2 separate regions of the Macaca mulatta genome follow, and region 1 is linked to region 2. The links are chromatin contacts, called in public Hi-C maps. All regions are on one chromosome and are shown on one strand. The core of a region is the stretch at or near the end of the contact, and the rest is flanking DNA. Distances in the headings are between cores, read along the strand shown.

Evidence for each region. Hi-C and Micro-C count contacts between places; a contact is called where the count stands out from the background.
Region 1: a Hi-C map of fetal cortical plate shows a contact between it and region 2, with 2.1 times the contacts expected there. The contact joins the promoter of BAHCC1 here to the enhancer-like site in region 2. A contact is called at or near these places in 3 of 14 Hi-C or Micro-C datasets (fetal cortex germinal zone, fetal cortical plate and liver).

What each region holds. Positions count from the first base shown.
Region 1 is chr16:91,095,560-91,101,228 of T2T-MMU8v2.0, reverse strand. BAHCC1 (BAH domain and coiled-coil containing 1) reads right to left here and starts at 2,148. Exons shown (of 28, transcript XM_077973176.1): 1 at 1,972-2,148.
Region 2 is chr16:90,953,241-90,958,160 of T2T-MMU8v2.0, reverse strand. SLC38A10 (solute carrier family 38 member 10) reads left to right here. Exons shown (of 13, transcript XM_077973213.1): 8 at 4,073-4,240; 9 at 4,630-4,920. Among named protein-coding and RNA genes, the nearest start is that of NDUFAF8, 16 kb to the right of the region's middle. Within about 2 kb of position 2,435, at least 7 of the 40 cell types and tissues checked have an H3K27ac peak or open chromatin away from gene starts, as enhancers often do. A contact at or near this core is called in fetal cortical plate, where this site is marked.

The DNA of each region.
Region 1 (5,669 bases), core at 899-3,398, 140 kb before region 2:
CGTGGGGGCCCCCAGCACCGGCCGGTGCCTCCCGAGCTCCGGAGGGCGCCGGGCGGGACAAAGGGAAAGAAGGAAAGAGAGGGAGGTCAGAAACCTGCAGCTTCAAAGGCGCCGAGGGCCGGAGAAGGGCTGGGGGCGGCGCACGCGGGGGTGCCAGGCTTCCTGGAGGCCTCCGGAGAGTCGTGTGTGCTGTGCTTTTGTTTTTTTGTTTTTTTTTTTTTTTTTCCAATGAGAAATTTCAAAGTTGAGAAAGCGTGAGCTGCTGGCGATTCTCGGGACGCGGGCTCGGCTACGAAGCAGCAATTTTAATCTCGCACCCCCTGCGGGCGGATCGCAGGCCCGATTGTTCCTTTCTCACCAGCCGGCTCGACTTTTTAAGCAAACAGGAGGCGGATTACTGTCGCCCGCCTGCGCCGCCACGGCTCTGACCGGATTGGAGGGGGCTTTTCTTTGTGTTCTCTCCTCCCGGGGAGAGGCCGCGCCGCGCCTCCGCGTCTGCCAGCGCCGGGCTTCGGGGGCCTGGGGAGCCCGAGGAGGCCAGGAAGCGGGGCGAGGAAGGGCGGCCACAAGGCCCGGGCTGGGAGCCCCACAGTCCCGCAGCCGCGACGCCGCCACCCGCCGAGTGCCGAGGCCCGGGGCCCACCCCCAGCCCAGCTCCAGGAGAGGCCGCGCAGGAGGACCGCGAGGACGGCGCCGCAGCGCCAGGTCAGGCTGAGCTAAGGGAGGAAACGGAGCGAAAAGTGATGGCGGGCAGAGGACCCCGGGCGGGCGGAGAATCGCTGACGAGGGCATTTCGGGAAGAGCTGAACCTCGGAGCACAGGGCTCCTTCCCGGGAAGGCAGGGCGTGACCCCGGAGCCGCGGGTCCCTCTTCCCGCGGCCGCAGGCGTGGCTGGCGCGCTCCAGGATCTGGGGCTTCTACAGGTTTGCTTTGTTTTCTGCTTTTGCATCTAAAAACCCGCTCTCTCCTCGCCCGCCTGTCGGAGACCCGGACTCCGACCCGTCTGCCTCCCTCCGGCGCCGTCTCCGGGAGCGCGGGCGCGGTGGGGCCTGCAGGCCGGGCTGGGACCTGGCGCGCCCGGGGGCGCTAGTGGCTCGGCCGCCGCCGCAGAACCCGCTCCCTGCGAAACAGCCGCACCCGCTCCCGAGGAGAGTCATGAGAACTAGGGTCGCGCCTGACCCGCGCGCCTGAGGAAAACCAGCCCGCGGGCCCCGCCACACGGGCCGTGACCCGAGCCCCGCGCGCTGTCCCGAACGCACGGTGATAACGCCCCGCTGCGCCAGCCTCGCTCGGCCCCCCTCCTCCACCCCTTCTCCGAAAAAAAAATTCTGAAATGGGAACGAAGACCGAAAAACTCGCCATGACCGTTTCCCTCCCCGGCCCCTAGCTTCGGCCCGGAAGGCCCTTCAGGGCAGCGGCCGTGGGTACCACGAGCCGGCCGGTTCCCCTAGCCGCGGACCGACCGGGCGGGGCCAACTCAGGACTGCTCCGGGGAGGGGAGCAGGGTAGGGGAGCGAATAGTAGGGGTTCGTTCGTGGGTCACCCAAAGCTGGGAGCACGCTGGCGGCGCCCGGACTTCGCCGACTGTCCGCCCGGTGCCACCCGCGCGGCTCGCGCCAGACGCAGCCTGGCGGTCCCTGTCCTGTCTCGAGTATTTATTTTTAATGCTGGGTGTCGATCGAGACAACAAGCGTTCAGAGCAAAGCAAGGACGCATTACGGGGGGAATTTTAAACCGATCGATAAGATTTTTCAGAGAAAAAAATCGCTTATATAGTCCATATTTTTTAAGAAAAAAAAGCTTCGACATTTTAACGGATTTTGTTAAAAGGGAAGGTATATATTTCTTAACATCACAACCCTGAATTTCTTTTGCTAAAAAAAAAAAAAATGTAAAACCCCAAAGCCAGAATAAAAAATAATAATAAAAATACAAAAACAAAAAAAAATGAAAGCAATTTCAGTTACTTACTGGAGGCTGTTTCCTGGATACAACTGAATGCAATACAATTAAATCAGTAAATGTGACTTTGTTTTGTATTCCTATTGGTATTTTCAATGTGCTGACTGTTGCACTGTAAATGCACCGCTTCCACAACAACGACTCTAGCGAGCCCATCCAGAGCGGCTCTCAAACCTGCAGCCTGGCGCCGCGAGCCACGGGCCCTGCATACTAATAAGCTCGTGCCACTCAGCCCGGAGCAGCCAGCGCGCTGATTGGCCGCGCAGCCCTCCGCGGCCGGGAGCTCGTGCCACTCATTCGGCGTAAACAGGCCTCCCAATAGGCTGGCGCCGGGCCAGGGAGCTGCCAATCAGGAAGCAGCGGGGCTACTACCAAGCCCGATGGCGCCTAATTCAAGCCCGGCGACTGCGCAGCTCCTCTGCGCAGATCATTGCTGCTGAATGGGAATGTGGTGGCGCAGGGCAGGAGAGGGAGCTGGAACCAGCGAGTGCGCGTGTCCCGGCGGAGGGGGAGGCGTATACACAGACACAGACACACACACACACATATATGTTTAATCCAGCAGGTCTAACGTTTGGCTTCTGCCGCACAGAAGGCCAAAGGAAGAAATACCACCACCCCTTAAAAGTAGCTACTTTTTCTCCCTGCGATCTGTCTGGCAGGTGGCAGGTAGGCCAGACCTCCAAGCCCAGAGGCCTCCCCAGGTTGCCTGGCCCATCTACCGCTCTGAGGCTGCTGCCTGCCCGGACCCGAGCTCACAGATCCACGTACGTCCGCTGCTTGGGCAGTACAAGCTTTGAATAGCCCGCCCGGCCCTCTCCTCCCCCTGACCTGGGGATCAGACCCTGGGAAGTGAGTTCTGAGTCTCCAGCCGTCTACATTAGTGGCTCTCAATTTTATCTCCCTCTGCCACACTTTGCAACAGAGCAACTACTAAAATGAAAATCAGGGATTTATTGAGAAGACAAGGATTGCCCTTTCTTCATCTACACCTAGATTTAAAAAATATTTTCAGCTCGATAAGGGGGGAAGGGGATATGGTGTGGTAAACCATGTATAGTATTTCTCAATGCTGCTCCCTGTCTGCATATCTGCTAAATCCTCACTCCAACTAAAGCAAGCTACTGAACAATTTTTATCGTAATCAGATGCAAACCACTTCTAAAATATTCTGCAAACAAATATTTCTGTTAGAATTTGGTTTCCCACCCAAATGCTATTTATTCTCAGGGAGTCGAGGTGATGTCTTAGTGGCGATGGATACATTTATTTTTGCTCCTCTTTCTCCCTGTGAATCTCTGCCTCCCCCTCTGGGGGAAAAAAGGATATTTAAACTAGAAGCCAAATGACAGATTCACACGCATTCGAAATTCTCCACCGTCTCATTCCAGCAGGGACACGAAAGAGTTAAACTCAAAGCCTGCTGTCTCTCTGTTTCCCCGCCCCCACTCCCGTTCCCGCGGGACCGCTGGGATTGGTTGGCACTCCGCCAGCGGACTGTCCATCACCGAGTGTAAACAAGGCGCTGATTGGCTGTTGTCCAGTCCGCACTGGGCCTCCTGAAAAAAGCAATTACTGGCTCCGCGGTTTCAAGGCGGCCCAAGGCCGCTTGATGAAAGGAGATAAGCTGGGGACCGTTTCCAGGATCCCCGCGGGCCGACCCGGGCAGCCCGGGAGCCGAGGTGCGGCGGAGAACCCGCGGATCAAAGGAATCTGGAGAGAAAGGGGAAGCGGGCGGCCGGCCCCGGCCGGCCTTCCCCCCCGCAGGCCACGCCGACCTGGGGTGGGGGGCTGCGGGCCGCGGGTGGGGACTTCGGGATTTCCCGCCTGCCTGAGTCGGGGCCTGCGCCGGCGCCGGCTTTGGGCGGCGCGGCCGGGAAGGGAGCTCCGGAGAGCCCGGGGCTCGCAGGTAAGCGCCAGGGCTCCGCGGGCCGGGCCGGGGGCTCAGGACAAGGCGCGGGGCCCGCCCCGGCTGGCTCGGGAGTGGCGGTCGCGCAGGCCCGGGTCCCGGCTCCGGCGTCTCCCGGCTCCGGCGGCCGGGACCCCTTGCGACCGAGCCCCTGGCCAGGCCCCAGGCCGGCGCCTTCGGAAGCGACGTCTGGCGGGCCGCGGGGCCCGAGGGGCAGAGTCGGGAAGCGTAAATCCCCGTTGCGCGCGGAGATGAGATTAGCGCGCGGCTATTCATTAAGGCGGGGACGATTGAATTAGGTCCCTGGGCGCGGTCGCCGGCTGGGGGTGTGCTTGGCGCCGACCCCCGGGCTTTGGCCGTGGCATCGGGAGGCTGGAGTAGCGGCCCCAGTGAGTGTGTTGGGGAATCGGGCGCCTCTGGGTCCCAGCCCCGCGGGTGCAGGCGGAGGCTGCCCGCTTCCCGCGTACACCGAGGACGGCCGGCCCGGCTCCGGAGAAATGGCTCTTGGGAAAGGAGGGGAGGGGAAGGTTCCCGGACCTTGCACAGGGACGGGTCGCCGGGGACCCGCGCAACCCTCCGGGGATGGAGGAGGCGCGAGCTGGAAGCGGCGCGCGGGCCCGGGCCCAGGGCTGACACCGTGGGGCCCAGTCTCTCCTGGCTCGGGTGGGTAGACGCGCCCCGAGGCCCCGGGTCCACGCAGGGCGCCCCTCACAGACGGCGCGTTTCCTACTCTCCTAAGGATCCGAGTTCCCATCACTGCCTCCGATGAGCTTGTTTCCGGATCAGGAACCTTTTTCAAGTTAATTTTTAAAGCCTCATTTGAATTTTTTAATATAGGAAAATATGTAGATGAGAAAAACCTTGGCTCCAACAAAGAGAACACCGTGGTTTCCCAGGACTTGCTCTGAGCTCGCCGCGTCAGGGCAGGGGCTCCACCTCAAACCGACCTGTCGGGGAAAGGGAGGCCTCAAGCCCCTGGGAGTCCTGGTCCCCTCCAGAATGTGTTGCAAGGAGAGTGGCTGGAAAGGCCCCACAGAGCCCCTAAACCAGCCTCCCCTCCCCCTTGGGCAGATTGTTCTAGGGTCCTGGAGCCTGAAGGATGGACCCTCAGCTTGCCTGCCCCCATCCCCAGTCATCGTTCACCATCCGAGAAATGCCCACTGCCAGGAACATGGGAGGGCAGAGAGTAGCTCACAGGTGCGTGGCCCCTATCTCCTGAAGCTAGTTTAGACCCTTCTAGCTCAGCCTCACCAGATTCCTAGGATGAGCACTGGCTTCACATCCCCCAAGTGCTGGCCCCTTCGTGTCCCCCAGAGAGGCTGCTCGGGCGGGCAAAGGCCCCGAGGCATTGAGTGCGCCTTCCAGAGCAGTGCAGAGGCTCCCTGCCCTTCTCCTTCCTCCCCATTTCTGCCTCCTCCTCCCCCAGTGTTCACTTAAAACAAATTGTAGTGGGCTTTTTGTTTTTTTTTTCAATACTGTTTCAAAACAGTTGTTACAGCAAATAACTGCAGACGGGTCTGCTGGACTCGGTGGAGAGGGGCTGGCAGCTGCCCAGCACGGGCGCCTGGCCGCTGGGCAGCTCCCGCAATACCAAAATAAGCTCCCGAGTTCTCCTGGAAGACTTGGGCCGCCGGGAGCTCAGGCTGGCGATCTGCTTGGAGGAAACCTCCCTGGTTTCCTTTTTTACTCTTCCTGCTGTCCAGAGCTAACAAATGTTTTTAATTTTAGAGGAACATGGTGTGGGGATCTGCAGACGCGCCTTCCACTGGGGAGAGGACCAGGGAGGGGACAGGAGGAA
Region 2 (4,920 bases), core at 1,186-3,685:
CTACTAAAAAATACAAAAAAACTAGCCGGGCAAGGTGGCGGGCGCCTGTAGTCCCAGCTACTCGGGAGGCTGAGGCAGGAGGATGGTGTAAACCCAGGAGGCGGAGCTTGCAGTGAGCCGAGATCCGTCCACTGCACTCCAGCCTGGGCGACAGAGCAAGACTCTGTCTCAAAAAAACAAACAAACAAACAAAAAGCTTTCTCAGTAGGGCATTGCTCCAGCAAGGTGGCAATGTCCCCACAGTCAGAGGAGAGAAGGGGGAAGCATGTGGCCCTAAGTCTCTCACAGATCATTCCGTGCTGTATGGAAGGAACTGGGAGCTTCTCCCGCCTCCCAAGAGACAGCAGCAGTGCCAGCCGCAGTGGAGGCAAAAGCAGTGGTGAGGAGGTTCCGCCTGCTGGAGGCTGTACCAGGGCCTGGCTGTGTTGCCAGCCCAGACACCCGGGTACCAGGAGCCAGATGGCCTGGGATTCCCCTTCACGTTTGGAAAGATGAGACCATGAGGTCATCGGTCAGCTATGTGTGGAAGATTGGGCTGTAAAGCCAAGCCCTTAATGAGTAATCCTTTCTCATGGCAGCATCAAGGGAAAGTCAGAAAGCAGCTATTGGAAAAGTTGCCTAAAAGCAGGGACTAGCTTTTAAAAGTCATGTCAGCGGCCATTGTTCCCGCCTCTTGCGAGTGTGGCGCCCTGGGATCCCGAGCCTCCTCGTGAACTTGGGGTGGCGCTCGAGTGGATGAGGAACTCCATCAGTGGGATGCTGGGACTATGTTTCTTTTTTTTTTTTTTGAGATGGAGCCTCGCTCTGTCACCCAGGCTGGAGTGCAGCGGCCGGATCTCAGCTCACTGCAAGCTCCGCCTCCCGGGTTTACGCCATTCTCCTGCCTCAGCCTCCCGAGTAGCTGGGACTACAGGCACCTGCCACCACGCCCGGCTAGTTTTTTGTATTTTTTAGTAGAGACGGGGTTTCACCGTGTTAGCCCGGGTGGTCTCGATCTCCTGACCTTGTGATCCGCCCGTCTCGGCCTCCCAAAGTGCTGGGATTACAGGCGTGAGCCACCGCGCCCGGCCACCGGGACCATGTTTAAAAGTCGCTTCTTCTGGGGACCATCTGACATGACTGTCTCCGCCTTTGCTGATCACAAGGCACACAGAGGGAGCCACGGCGGGTCCAGGCTGGCAGCCTGCAGAGCCACCTTGCCAACTCTTGGGGTCTGGACGGCAGCGTCGCTGGCCTCCCTGCCCGTCTGTGCTGGCCTTTGGTCTGGGGTGGACGCCAGCCTTGAATGTGGAGTTGGGGACGCATTAGATGTTGCCCCTTCCCCTCCAGGTCACCACCTCCAAGTCCCCGAGTGTGCCTCACTCCAAAGACTGAGTCCTGAGCTGTGGCCTTGGCAGCCTCGGGGCCTCCGTGCCCGACTGGACAGCAGGGAGGAAAGTGAGGGATCCGCCTCCGCCGTGGCCCAGTCGTGGCCTCTGTCACTTGTTAAGAAGGTGTGTGTTTCTGTGCGTGCCAGGAGCTGGGAACCTGCGTCAGCACCCGGCAGTGAGGAGCCGCTGGGACAGGGCCTAACACGGCATCCCTGGCGCCGGCGCCGATGACGCCCACGGGTCGTGGTTTTTTGTGACTGGAGATGATTTTTGTTTTTCTTTTTGAGACAGAATCTCGCTCTGTCGCCCAGGCTGGAGTGCACTGGCACGATACTGGCCAACTACAGCCTCCACCTCCCAAGTTCAAGCGTTTCTCCCACCTCAGCCTCCCGAGTAGCCGAGAGTATAGGCACGGCACCACACCCGGCTAATTTTGTATTTTTTGTTGAGACAGGGTTTCGCCAGGATGGTGTTAAACTCCTGACCTCGAGTGGTCTTCCTGCCTCGGCCGCACCGCACACCTGGCCTGGAGGCGATTTTTGAAGCCGAATGAGGGGGACGGTTGCTCTGCGGCAGCACCCTCCGCTGGGTGTTCCTGGGGGGGTGTGTGGAGCTGTCCCTCTTGGCCGTGGCCGCCTCTACTGTGGCTTAGCTGGTGTATTGCTGGCCTCTTAGGAGAAGAAATTCAGATGCCAGAGATCTCCTCCCTCCTGAGGAGCTCAGTCGTGAGCTGGCGGGGGCACTGCCCACACAGGGCCCCTTTCTGTCTTTGCGCAGCCTGTGTTCATGTCGAGATCCGAAGCGGCTGGCAGCGCTCAGATGTTTTTCAGTTGCTAATTTTGAAGTTTTGTGTTAGTTTTACTGCAGCCAAGAGGCACTGCGGGCAAACTGTCCCTGACGCAAAGGTCGGCTCCGCTGTGGAAGAGGCTGTGTGCATTGCCCGCGGACAGCTGCAGAGCGCCAGGCATGAAGGCTGTGAGTGCGGCCCTCGGCTGGTCAGCTGCTGCCGGCGGCGGGGAGCCAGGACGCTCGCGCAGCCTTCCCGCAGGTGCCCGTGCAATCCAGCAACACTTGCAGAACGCTGAGAGGCATGGCGTTCCCGGGAGGTTCTCCAAAGAAAGGGACCTCTGGGGCAGCTCCTGGCTCACCGTGCTCACCTCCCATCCTGCGGCTCCTGCACCCACACGGAGCTCCCGCTGGAGCCCCAGACGGTCATTCACGGCCTGAGGAACTGAATTTTGCTTCGTGCTGAGAAAATGACTTCTCAGAGGCAACTTGTCCTGTGACAACGGAGATTTCCTTTGTTTTGCTATATTTTCCCTTCCCCTCCCCAGCCTCCCTTTCTTCACGTAGTCATCCATTGGACAGGCCCTCTTGAGTGACAGTCGTGGCTCGTTTCTGCATATGGAGCCTCTGCCGAGGCTTAATCATGTGATGGCGACTGGTGTGTTTTCACTTGCTCTGGCGGGTGGCCAAACGCTTATAGAACTGGTCACTTGGGCCGGGTGCAGTGGACCACTTGAGGTCAGGAGTTTGAGACCAGCCTAGCCAATGTGGTGAAACCCTGTGTCTACTAAAGATATACAAAAATCAGCCAGGCATTGTGGCAGGTGCCTGTAATCCCAGCTACAGGAGGCTGAGGCATGGAAATTGCTTGAACCTGGGAGGCAGAGGTTGCGGTGAGCTGAGATTGCGCCACTGCACTCCAGCCTGGGCGACACAGCAGGAGTCCGTCTGAAAAAAAAAAAAAACCAACAACAACGGTTGAATTTGTTACTTAGCTAAACTGTAGAGCCTAGTGTCTGCTTTCTGTTAACTGGTTTATTACCCAGTAGGGTGGTACCTATCCTCTACAGTTTGTCTAGGACTCTCAACTCCAAATTGACAACAGTGTAACTGTCTGTTTCCCTAGACTAACACATCAGGCTGCTCTTAGAAGGCTGGTATAAAGCTAAGATAATTGTCCCCATTTTCTTCTCCTTTGGGAGCTGGTGAGCCCCCATCTGCTGCTCTGAACCGGACTCTGTGAATTCTTCCCCAGACAGCTTCACCTGAGTCCCCCTAGGCTGCAGCGCCTGTCTCAGTGGACATATGGCCTTGCTGGGACAGGAAGGTGGTGATGGAGGTGATGATGGCGGTGATGGAGGTGATGATTATGGAGGTGGCAGTGATGCAGCGATGGTGGTGGGGATGGCAGTGGTGGTGGTACGGCTGGAGATGATGGTGGTGATGACGGAGGTGATGGCAATGATGGTAGGGGTGGCAGTGATGGTGATGGTAGTGGTGACGGTGGTGATGGCACTGATGGTGGTAGGGATGGAGATGATGGTGATTGGTAGCGGTGATGGTGGTGGAGGTGATGGTGACGGTGATGGCGGTGGTGATGGAGGTGATGGCGGTAATGGAGGGGACTGTGGGAGAGTCGGTCGGTGGGCTCATGCTGCCATCTGGTGGTAATGACTGAGTATTACATGGACTCTAGCTCTCCCTGCCCCCAGTTAGGTGTAAATTGCATTTTGACATATTTTTGTTATGAATACACATGAAAAATGACAGTTTTCTGTGCTACTTAGCTGCTAATGATCGAACAGGAAAAAAAATAACTGCTTTGGCTCTGCCATTGGGCTGGAAAATATGGTAAGAGTCCAGGGAGAGCCGCCCTGCTCCTGCAGTGCGGTTCCCTAACTGTGCCCTGCTCCCAGCCCAGGATCCGGTCGTGGCCATGGCCGAGGATGGCCGGGAGAAGCCGAAGCTGCCAAAGGAGAGAGAGGAGCTGGAGCAGGCCCAGATCAAGGGGCCCGTGGATGTGCCTGGACGGGAAGATGGCAAGGAGGCACAGGAGGAGGCACAGCTTGATCGCCCTGGGCAAGGTACTGGGCACTGGCCGGGGGTGGAGACGGGGAAGGGGGGCCCCATGTCCTCCTCTGCAGGCCGGATACCCTGCGGCGTGGCTCTCGGGGCTGTGTGTGTGTGTTTCCCTTCAGCCCATCCTAAGTTCTGGTCATTTTTGTTTTCTGTGTCTTTCAATTCAGATGAATGTGCTGCCCCTCCCAGAGCAACTTGTTTGCAGCTGCCCCTGGTGTAACTTTAGTGTCAACTGCGCTTGACCAGGCAGCAGGGAGGCCAGCGGGGAGGTGGTATCTGTTGGCCTGTGTCACACTGTTGGGAGCCAGAACCCAGGGAAGAGCCCAGTTCAGATTCCCTGGGAAGGGAAGGAGGGGCCTCAGCCTGACCCCATCTGTCCCCCATGCCCTTACAGGGATTGCCATGCCTGTGGGCGAGGCCCACCGCCACGAGCCTCCTGTTCCTCACGACAAGGTGGTGGTAGATGAAGGCCAAGACCGAGAGGTGCCAGAAGAGAACAAACCTCCATCCAGACACGTGGGCGGAAAGGCTCCAGGGGTCCAAGGCCAGATGGCACCGCCTCTGCCCGACTCAGAAAGAGAGAAATGGGAGCCGGAGCAGGGAGAGGTTGGGAAGAGGCCTGGACAGGCCCAGGCCTTGGAGGAAGCAGGCGATCTTCCTGAAGATCCCCAGAAAGTTCCAGAAG